2 separate regions of the Capra hircus genome follow, and region 2 is linked to region 1. The links are chromatin contacts, called in public Hi-C maps. All regions are on one chromosome and are shown on one strand. Each heading gives the region's core, a stretch centred on a gene start, on an enhancer-like site or on the middle of the called end of the contact. The rest is flanking DNA. Distances are from core to core; before and after follow the strand shown.

Region 1 (5,406 bases), core at 2,150-4,649:
ATTCTCAGAGAGATCTCTCCAATTAAAATGATTAAAAACCACTGATGGAGGGGGCTCTGTGGAACCTCACACAGCTGTGGGCACCCCCGAGGCCCGGCCCTGGCTGGAGGCCTCCTCTAGGCCTGGAGGCCCCAGTGCCCGCCCCCTTCGCCCTCCCTCGCCTCTCGCCCCTTACAGGCCGGGCAAGGCGCCAGCCCGGCGCGCCCTCAGCGTGGAGGACGTGAGTGCCCCCGGCCCAGCGCGCGCCGTGGGCCGCCTGGTGGAGGTGTTCCCTGACGGCACGAGCCAGCTGCAGCTACAGCGCCCCCCGGAGGGCACTTTCGGCTTCAACGTGGCCTCCGGGAATGGACGCAGGGACTCAGGTAGGCCCCCGCCGCCCTGTTCTGGCTCCACGGCCCCAGGGCATCAGCAGGCCGCAGCAGTGCCTTCTGGTCGTGGCCGTATCTGTTTTCGGGTTTTCACCGAGCAAGAGCTCCAGACTCAGCCTCTCAGTGAAGAGACTGGAATTCTCCCCTCCAGGCGGTGGAGATGGCAGGCTTGCTCCACTGTCCCTCCGTCCATCTTGAAATCAGAATCCCGACTCCCATCTTTTCACGGGAGAGTCAGAGGGAGGTTGTTTGTCTTGGCTGGCTCTCCGGATCTCTTTGATGTGGTTGGTGTGGTTCCCTTCCTCTAGCTGCGGAGCGTGTCCGCGCCCGTGGACCGTGCCTGCCTGTCTGTGCACCCAGGCCCCTCCCTCAGGGCAGGCTCCTGCTGGGGATGTTCACATGGATCCTGGCTCCAGGCCCCTGGCCGGGCGGCCTGCTAGGTCCCGATTCAGCAGTGGCAGGATCAGGGAGGGTCTCTGGACGTCCTTCTGCACCCTGGCTAGTTCTCAGCCCTTCCGCATGAATGTTTCAGGGAAAAAATGACTTGCCTTTACCCAAGGTCTGTCGGCTAGGATCCACCACAAGGCAGAAGTGAAGATCGTTCAGTTGTGTCTGACTCTTGGCAACCTCATGGACTATACAGTCCATGGAATTCTCTGGGCCAGAATACTGGAGTGGGTAGCCATTTCCTTCTCCAGGGGATCTTCCCAACCCAGGGATGGAACCCAGGTCTCCCGCATTACAGGAGGATTCTTTACCAGCTGAGCCACTAGGGATCCATCACAGGGCAAGGGACCTTGAGAGGTATTTCTCAGCTGAGATGAGTAGGGAAGGCAGACAGACATGCAGGAGTGGGAAGGAGAGGAGAGAGAGGAGGAAAAACAGAAAGGCAGACACAGACACACTCAAAGCTGCCCTGGATGGATTGTGCCGTGGTGGGTTTAGCCCTTCTGTGCTTTGATCTCCTGAGTCAAAGCCATTTAGGTGGCAGAACACTACTGCTGCTGGGGTTGCAGACTGAAGTGAGTTCTTGCATATGTTCCATCATTTATCTTTCAACAATATATGTTGAGCATCTCCTAGGTGTTGTAGATACTGGGGACAGAGCAGTAAATGGAACAGATGAAATCCTTGTCCTCAGGAGTATACATTCTCATGAGGGAGTTAGACTATCTGCATAAATATATATATATACAGCAGGATAAGGCCCCAGGGCAGTGAGTTGGGAGTCCTGATGGGGCAGCTTTTCTGAGAAAAGACCCCTGAGCAGACAGACACTGGCATGAAGTGAGGGTGGCCCCATGTGATGTCTGGGGCAGTGAGTTCCAAGCAGAGGGAACAGTCCATGCAGGGCCCTCAGGGCTGGAAATGAGCTTGGCCAGTGGGAGGAACTACAAGGAGGTCAAGCTGGACAGAAGGGGGTGAGGGGGAGAGACTAAGCTGAGGGTAGGCAGGTTGGGGGACAGCTGAGCCTCAAAATGTGGGAGAGAGCCCGAGCTGAGCTCAGAAGGGGACATCTTCGTTGAAATGAGACAGGAGTTACCAGGGGCTTGGAGCCGGGACTGACATGCTCTGATTTAATGCTTTTACCAGGGTCCCTGGCTGCTGTGTTGAGAATAGACCCTAGTGGGATGCAAGGGGAGCCAAGGAGCCCAGTTTTAAGGTTATTTCAATAGTCTGGGAGAGACATAGTGGCAGCGGCTTAGACTGGCACGGCCGTGGAGGTGGTAAGAAGTGGCCAGGTTCTGGCTGACTTGAAGGTAGTTTTGACTATTTGCTGGTAGGTTTTACTTGAGTGTGAGAGGAAGAGAGGACAAGAGTCTCCCGACTCTGGCCCTCGGGAGGGTACCCATCTGTCCTCGCAGGGAGATGGTGAATGTGAGCATGTGTTGACCATTGTAAAGCATTCCACAGGCTGTTAGCCACTCTGCCCTTTCCTCCAGCTTCCTCTACCCTTCGGTCAGGCCCTGCCAGAGGGGCAGCATGCAGGCGTAGGTTAGACGACAGAGCATGGTTTGTACTCCAGCGCCTCTGCTGTCTGTGTGACCTTGAGCAGGTTACTTATCCTCTCTGAGCCTCTAGTCTCTAATTTGTAAAATGAGGGACTTCCCTGGTGGTCCAACTATTAAGACTCTGTGCTTCCCCTCTAGGGGTTATAGGCTCAATCCCTGGTTGGGGAACTAAGATCCCACACGCCAGGCAATGCGATCCAATAAATAAGTAAATGCTGCTGCTAAGTCGCTCTAGTCTTGTCTGACTCTTTGCGATCCCATGGACTATAGCCCACAGGGCTTCTCTGTCCCTGGGATTCTCCAGGCAAGAATACTGGAGTGAGTTGCTGTTTCCTCCTCAGTGGCTGTTTCCCGACCCAGGGATCGAACCCACGTCTCTTATGTCTCCTGCGTTGGCAAGCAGGTTCTTTACCACTAGTGCCACCTGGGAAGCCCATATGTAAATAAAGAACATCTAACCTGTAACCTGGGTCGGGAAGATTCCCCTGGAGAAGGAAATGGCAACCCACTCCAGTACTCTTGCTTGGAGAATCCCATGGACGGAGGAGCCTAGTGGGCTACAGTCCACGGGGTCACAAAGAGTTGGACATGACTGAGCGACTTCACTCACTCACTCACTCACTCATTCAACCTGTAACATCAAACTAACGAAACCCTGCCTGGAAAAGTCATTTCAGTGGGGTATATAGGAAAGTACCTGGCACTTGTATTCCTTCCCTCTTCAGAAAAAGAACGTGTATTTGGGGAGTAGAACTCCAGACAGAGGGCGGGTGGCGGGGGGAGGGGGCCCAGACACGATCTGTGTCAGCTGCCAATGTGAGCTCACGCCCAACCAGGCATTCTCCTGTGCCCCCCATCCTTCCCACAAGTCCCTTTAGGCCTCTTTGCTGGCAGTGGGACTCCTTCCCCGATCACCCGTCACGGACTGCTGATGGGCAGGGGTCTCCAGTGACCAGGAGCTTCTTGGGCTCTGCCTTGGCGTACTCTGCGGGCACCCCTTGCCTGGGTGGGTGCCAGCTCTTCCCTGTCCTGCCCAGGTGGCACCCTCCTCTGGCCACTGCGGTTGGCTGTCGGCTGTCCTGCAGAGATGCCCTCACCCTTGGAATGCGGCTGGTACTGGTGCGTCCTTGCCTCAGGCCGTGCTCCAGCCCCCCTGGGTCACTTCTGGGCCTCAGAGGGGCTGTGAGTTGGGGCTGGTTTGCATTCCTCACTGAAACATCATGATGTGGGTGTTCCTTGCTGGCTGTCACATCTAAGCCTGTACAAGCACATGAGAACGGCAGGCTTCGCCTTCTGCTTCTCATTGAAAACAACACAGAGATCATACATCCTGAACACAGGCCATTGCCAGCAGACGATGAATGTCTACAACAGCCTCTCTGTCATATTTGTGTCATGACTTCCAACTGTGAAACGTACCCTGGAGTCCCCCCTACATGGCAGGCGTGACAGCAGTGTCTGGTCCTCCGACTCCATTCTTTTGGGTTTCTTCATCCCTCCCCACTGGCATGCTCTGCTGGACAGCAGCCATTTCTGCAGGTTCCTCCCCTGCCTCCTTACCTGCCTTTCCCCCCGCCCTACTGCCAGCACGCAGACAAGGCAGGCAAGCAGTTAAAGAACCCAGAAAGAAGAGGGGAAGGCTAGGGCAAGGGCTGCGAGAAAAGCCTTGTGCAGCCAAGATGACAGGCCCTGCCAGGAGGGAGCCGGCCTTGCGGGAAAGGATCAGTTAAGCCAAGAAGCACTGAGAGCGAGTTCCACAGCTCAGACCAGGAAGCAGGAACATGTCAACAGATTGGCTTTGCTAAACCCAAGAGCTGCAAACCTTCGGGTGCCTTAGAGGAGATTGCAGTGCACATTCAAACCCCAGTTTTCAAGGGTGGGCTTTGAAAAGCTTGACTTCTCTTGGGACCAGAAGCTCTTATGAGGCTGGGTGGGCTGGAGAGATGACTTCACACGCATCCAAGATGTCTTAAAAGGCTTCCAGCTAGAGAGGAGATGCTCTTTCGGGTCCCTTCTAAGAACATTGATTTTAAGAAGAGGAAGTAGAGAGCCGGGCGTGGACTGGATAGCTGCTAAGTGTTTCTAATCAGCCAGCTGAGCTCAGGCTGGGGATCACTGAGGATGCTTAAAGCCACACCAGCATGTCCCAGGGCGCCCTGCAGGGGCCGTCACCACACAGGCTCCACAGCCTGCAGGCTTCCTGCTCTGCACACCTGTGCTCACTTAGGGCGATTTGGTGGGTGGGGGGCACCCTTGGATGAGGGACACCCAGTCCTCCCTGGAAAAGCCTGTGCTCCGTTGCTCCCTCAGGCAGAGACAGCTGAAGGGGAGGGTTTGAAAGGTTTTCCGCAGAAGTTGAGGCAAGAGGGGCTCGGTCAGCTGGACTGTCGTACACTGTGTGGCCAGGGAGCCCAGCCCAGCCAACCCGAGGCCCCCACAGCCTGCTCCGCTGACATGAGTTCCTCAAATTGAACTGTGGAAAGAAGGAGAAGCAGCTCCTTCCGAGGTTCACCCTACCTCAGACACCCAGGAAATGGTCCCAGCCAGCTGGGGCCCCTCGGGGGCACTGGACGGGAGAGTGTACGCAGAAAGGAAAAGTGAGCCACTATGACTGTAAATGGGGGGTAGAATTTCTATGGGGTCTTCCCTCATAGCTCAGTTGGTAAAGAATCTGCCTGCAATACAGGAGACCTGGGTTCGATCCCTGGGTCTGGAAGATCCCCTGGAGAAGGGAATGGCAACCCACTCCAGTATTCTTGCCTGGAGAATCTCATGGACAGAGGAGCTTGGCAGGCTACAGCCCATGGGGTCACAAGAGTCGGACAACTTAGCGACTAAACCACCAACCCAACCAACCAGAATTTGTTTCCTGGGCTTTTGCCCAGATGCCTCTGAATTCTAAGGATCCATATCCAAGGAAGACTGAAGCCAGGGCTGGTCCTAGACAATCCGGTGAGGCAAACCAGGTTTGGATTTGACTTCAGCCTGTTCACTACTCCCTGGGCTTCCCAGGTGGCGCTAGTGGT
Region 2 (5,658 bases), core at 1,648-4,147, 170 kb after region 1:
GGAGGAGGACGTGGCTGAGCCCCAGTGGGTCAGCAGTGCCAGGGAGCATGGAGAGGGGGTCCATGAAGCAGGGAGATGGCCAGGTTGCCTGTGGTAGTTGTTAGGTCTATCCTACAAGAACGAAACAGGACATGAACACCCCCAAACCCAGTGGGACAAGGGGCAGGAGAGGATGTGGTTTTGGGACAGTACGTGAGAAAGGCACTTAGGGTTTTCATTCATGATAAGATCAAAGTGAGTCCCCAGGGTGAAATAGTAAGACTCATGAAAAAAAAATAAAAGGTTTATATAATCTGGTCTTACTCCTTGGAAGGAAAGTTATGACCAACCTAGACAGCATATTAAAAAGCAGAGACATTACTTTGCCAAAGGTCCGTATAGTCAAGGCTATGGTTTTTCCAGTAGTCATGTATGAATGTGAGAGTTGGACTATAAAGAAAGCTGAGCATTGAAGAACTGATGCTTTTAAACTGTGGTATTGGAGAAGACTCTTGAGAGTCCCTTGGACTGCAAGGAGATCCAATCAGTCCATCCTAAAGGAGATCAGTCCTGGGTGTTCATTGCAAGGACTGATGTTGAAGCTGAAACTCTAATACTTTGGCCACCTGATGCGAAGAGCTGACTCATTTGAAAAGACCCTGATGCTGGGAGGGATTGGGGGCAGGAGGAGAAGGGAATGACAGAGCATGAGATGGTTGAATGGCATCACCGACTCAATGGACATGAGTTTGGGTAAACTCCGGGAGCTGGTGATGGACAGGGAGGCCTGGCGTGCTGCAGTTCATGGAGTTACAAAGTCAGACATGACTGAGCGAATGAACTGAACTGATAGTCTGGTCTCATTCTTCTCTGGGCTAGTTGGCTCACTTCTGGAGCACTGTGGTCACACTGGTGTCCCACCTTGAGAGTGAACAGAGAAAGCAGATACCATTCCCAGGAGAGTGGTGAGGAACCGCCAGGTGAGAATAGGTTAGAAGGAATCGAGAATGTGCAGTCAGGAGAAAGTTAGTCCAGGAGTGACTCACTGCTTAGTTCCCCCATGGTCCCGAGGGGAGTTCTGATGTATAGACATTGTAGGGAGAGAGATTTCAGCCTGAAACCGCAAAGAACTGTCCAGGGATTCTCAGCTGGCATGGTCTGAATCAGAACAAAATGTCTTTCCTGGAGCTGCTGTATCTAGGCTGCAGCCAGGACATTATGCAGGAGATTCAGCCGTCTGTCTGGGTCACAGACCTGGTTGGTGTTCAGTCACTAAGTTGTGTCTGACTTTGTGATCCCATGGACTACAGCACGCCAGGCTACCCTGGCTTCCCTTCCCACTTAGGCCTGGACAGTCTTCAAAATATCTCCCAACCTTAAGATTTTGTGGGTTGCAAAACAGAATTCTAATTTTACGTCTGACCCCAAAGAGGCTCTTACTTTGGGTCACGGTGTCTAAGTGGAAGGATCCCAGCTCCTCAGTGTCAGACAAACCTCATTTCCAAGACTGGCTGTGTGTCAGTCACTAGCTCTGTGACCCTGGAGGATTTCCCTCACCTTTTCTCATCTATATAAGATGGCCATACTTACCTGGCAGGATTTTGTTGGCATTAAGTGAAACAATGTCATAAAAGGTGAGAAAAGAAAAGATCAAAGCAGACTCTGTGTGTGTGTGTGTGCATGTGTGTGTTAGTGGGAACAGGGAGACGCTAGGACCTTTACAGTGCTATAAAATTGAGTTACTGCCTCGTGGTTAATTTTCTTTTTCATAAGATCAGCTTATAGAGCATCAGGTTTAATGACAAGATGAAATCAACTCTGATGTGGTGCGGACAGATTCTAGCTTGAATCCTCTTTAACGGGGAAGGGAAGGGTTCGACACAGGGAGGTGGGCAGGCGGATTCTAGCTTGAATCCTCTCAACGGGGCAGGGAAGGGTTCCACACAGGGAGGTGGGGAGGTGCTTGTGACTGTGCTGGGGGAGGGGCAAGAGAAAATCATCTTCTGAGGGCTACAGACAGACACCCCCTGGCCCCATTCCTGGCTAAGGGTGAGACTGCCCATATGGGGGTAACCACCCCCACCCCCAGCCTTTTGAGGAAGTAGTTACTTGGATAAGACGCCCATGACTGCTGTGGCCCCGTCTGTGGCAGCCTTCAGCTGTGACTGGGCACAGAGTTCCTCTGAACCATCCCACTTCAGCCAGCGCCCACCTGCCTCTCACTTAATCCCTCCTGATTCCTCTGTCACAGTTAGCCTCTACAAGGAGCTGTACGTGACTGACAAAGCTAAACATGCTCCCTCTCCCAGGGACACTTGCCCTTCAGCCCCAAACCAGCTGTGAATCTGCACGGGGGGCCGCTCTTCCGTGGCAGGAGAATCCCAGTGGAAGTGGGCATGGATGGCACCACCTGGTGTGTCTTTTCGCCAAGCTGACCCGCTGACAGTGGTGAAGGAACAGGCCCAGCTGGGCGTGGTGTGGGGGAGTGCTCCCCCTCTGCCGGGTTGGAGGAAGTGAGTGGTCCAGCCTCAGGCCCCAAGCTGACTCAGTGGTTCCTGGAAGGAGGTGATGTCATGGTGACATAGCAGTTCCTCTCCCCAGAAAAGTCAGTAGGAGAGTGAGTGACGAGTGGGTCCCATCGGCACCGAGGCCTGGGGCTCTCTTCGAAGTGGCCACATTCCTCCCCGCTGGCTGGCCACTACATGCTACCTCGGTCGGTGAATCTCCAGATTCCCACAGCTTGGATCGTCTGTCCCTACAGTGACTCCATATTCGGGGCAGTTTTGATTGATTTTAAGCCTTCTGCCTCTTTGTTTTTCCAGGTAAACACACTCACAAATGAGAGGAAATTGTTAGGTCTGAACAGGCCTCCTGGGCTTTAGGAAAGCAGCGTCGCCAGGCTGGATGGAAACCGGAACATGGGATCCTGAGTAGCCTTCCCGTCTGCATCTATTCTCAACAACATTCCTAGCTCGGAAGAGTTGGAGCTGCGTCCCTTTATTTCTTTTGTCTTTTCTGTACTCCCCACCGGGGCTGAGGGAGTGGGAACCTAAAAATGCTTTGCGGAGGGTGGGGTAGGGGTGGCAGGCACCCCACCTTGTCCTTGTCAGGCGCTCCCTCCCTTTAGCTCATGGGGGTTGAGACATCTGCATCAGGGCCCCTGTGGGGAGGGAAGCAGGCTCAGTCTGGCTTCTTCGAGGTCAGATCAGCGCTAAATTGCAAGCAGTCAGGCCTGGTGTGGGCTTGGGAAAAACCCGGCTGGATTTGTGAGGGCTGGGGATGCTTTCAGAAGACCCTTTCCCTGCCCCCTTGTTCACCGGAGACCCGATTCCCCGGGAGGCTGCATGTCAGACCCACGTGGAGTATCACGGGTCCTTTGTCAGCTGGAGTCTGAATTCCAGGGCCACCTCCGTGGTCCTTCCCAGACCTGTTCCGACGTTATTCGAGCGAGCCGGGCGAGACCTTACGCTGCCCGATGCTGCCCCCTGCAGGCTGTTGAGGGGCACAGCGAGCTCTACCGAATGGTGGCTTTTCATCACCTAAAGTTGTCAGAGCAGCTAATAGTCCATGAACAGGGAGAAAATTAGGCTTCTCCAAGTGAATTGGGTGTTGAAAGATACTGAGATAAATGGTGGCGGTGGTAAGGATGACGGATGCAGTCGTGTCTGTTGCAGCCATCTCCTTGAAACCCCAGCTCACAACCACCCCAGGGGAACAGCAAGTGTTTCAAGGCCCTGTTTAATGAATGTCAGAATCAGTCCTAGAAAGGTAAAACGCTGTGCCCAAGGTTATATATCCAGTAACTGCTGGAGCCAGGACCTGAACTCAGTGACCCCAGAGCTTTGTGGCATTGGTTGTCCATCACCCCGGCCCAAGAGAGCAGAATCCTGTCCAAGAGGAAGATCCCTTCTTCTGTGGTGTGAACAAGGTTCTGTGGAATGAAGGTGAACTTTCCACAGCAGTCTCTTCACTACGAGAGCTTTAGTTGTAGCCTCCGCAATGTAATTTTAGGGATGCTGGCAAGATCTTCTTACCTGGAAATAGGTCCCCCACTTGCTCTTCCCATTGCTGGGAATCTCACTATAGGAAAGCCATTCTCTTGATTAACATTGGGTAGGTGGTACTCTCTTGCTAACTGGAAATATGGTTCCTAAGGGAAAGTCACATGTTAACCCTTACATTGTAAATCTACATCTGTGGGGACTAGATTGCTTCATCCCTATGATGGAGAATTAAGGATGAGGGGAAAGTGGCAGACTGAGGGGTCTGATTTTATCCCTGGATGTCCAGAGATTCCCTACACTGAGGATATCCCAAATTAAATTTGTCTTCTCCCCAACCCTATTCTTTCTTAGACATCAATCTTCAGGTTCTCCTTCAATCCTCCACCTAATTGGTCCTGAAGTCCCACATGCCTTGCCTCTAAAGTGGTGCTTGAATCTTTCCCATGCACACCTCCAGGCTCTGGTCTTCTCAGGCCCCCATCAATTTGTCCCTTGCTTTTTTTTTTTTTTTTTTTTCCGCATGGTATATGGGATCCTAGTGCCCCAACCAGGGCTCAAACCCGACCCCCTGCAGTGGAAACTCAGAGTCTTAAGCACTGGACTACCTGTCCCTGACTTCTTTCTAACTCTGCCTTCACTGTTTAACAAGACCCCAGGGCAGCAGCGGAAGAAGACTTCCTGTTGGTAGAATGTAAACAGAGACATTACTTTGCTGACTAAGGTCCGTTTAGTCAAGGCTATGGTTTTCCCAATGGTCATGTATGGATGTGAGAGTTGGACTGTGAAGAAGGCTGAGCACCGTAGAACTGATGCTTTTGAACTGTGATTTTGGAGAAGACTCTTGAGAGTCCCTTGGACTGCAAGGAGATCCAACCAGTCCATTCTGAAGGAGATCAGCCCTGGGATTTCTTTGGAAGGAATGATGCTAAAGCTGAAACTCCAGTACTTGGCCACTTCATGTGAAGAGCTGACTCATTGGAAAAGACTCTGATGCTGGGAGGGATTGGGGGCAGGAGGAGAAGGGGACAACAGAGGATGAGATGGCTGGATGGCATCACGGGCTCGATGGACGTGAGTCTGAGTGAACTCTGGGAGTTGGTGATGGACAGGGAGGCCTGGAGTGCTGCGATTCATGGGGTCGCAAAGAGTCGGACACGACTGAGCGACTGAACTGAACTGCACTGAACTGAAACCTGATAATGCTGTGTTTCCTCTCAAGATCCTCCTCATTGCTCAAGGAGTACGGACTCCTTAATCTTTTATTACAGGTCCCTCGGGACCCCTCTCTCTAGCCCCAGCTCCATCTCTTTCTGTATGTCCCTCCATCACCCTTCTCCATCCCATTTCCCAGCCTGACTGGCAGACAGTTTTCCTTTGTTATCTCGAATGTTCCTTCACATCTTCATGCCTTTGCCCTTGTGCTGGTTTTGTCAGAAAAGCCATTCCCTTTGGTGGTCAACTGACCACTCCTCAGTGAAGCCATTCCTGATTTCTATCTCCATCTCCTAAGGAGGAGGTAAAATTTTAAGTCTCTGTCTCCCTGACTAAGCCTGGATGCGTAAATGAATGAAGGATGAGTAAATGAAGTCAGCTGATGAGCGGGCTATCCATTCATTTCACAGGAAGTGCTGTTATTTTTTTTAAATGAATGCAAACCGAACCGTGGCTCCGTTTA

Evidence for each region. A called contact is a pair of places that touch in the nucleus more often than the background predicts.
Region 2: a contact with region 1 is called in a Hi-C map of blood, with 4 times the contacts expected there. The contact joins two enhancer-like sites. A contact is called at or near these places in 4 of 5 Hi-C or Micro-C datasets (blood and liver).

What each region holds. Positions count from the first base shown.
Region 1 is chr16:60,662,147-60,667,552 of ARS1.2, forward strand. It overlaps KIAA1614, which reads left to right. Exons shown (of 10, transcript XM_018060673.1): 9 at 178-362. Among named protein-coding and RNA genes, the nearest start is that of KIAA1614, 39 kb to the left of the region's middle. Within about 2 kb of position 3,400, at least 2 of the 5 cell types and tissues checked have an H3K27ac peak or open chromatin away from gene starts, as enhancers often do.
Region 2 is chr16:60,830,969-60,836,626 of ARS1.2, forward strand. No RefSeq gene overlaps it. Among named protein-coding and RNA genes, the nearest start is that of IER5, 45 kb to the left of the region's middle. Within about 2 kb of position 2,898, at least 4 of the 5 cell types and tissues checked have an H3K27ac peak or open chromatin away from gene starts, as enhancers often do.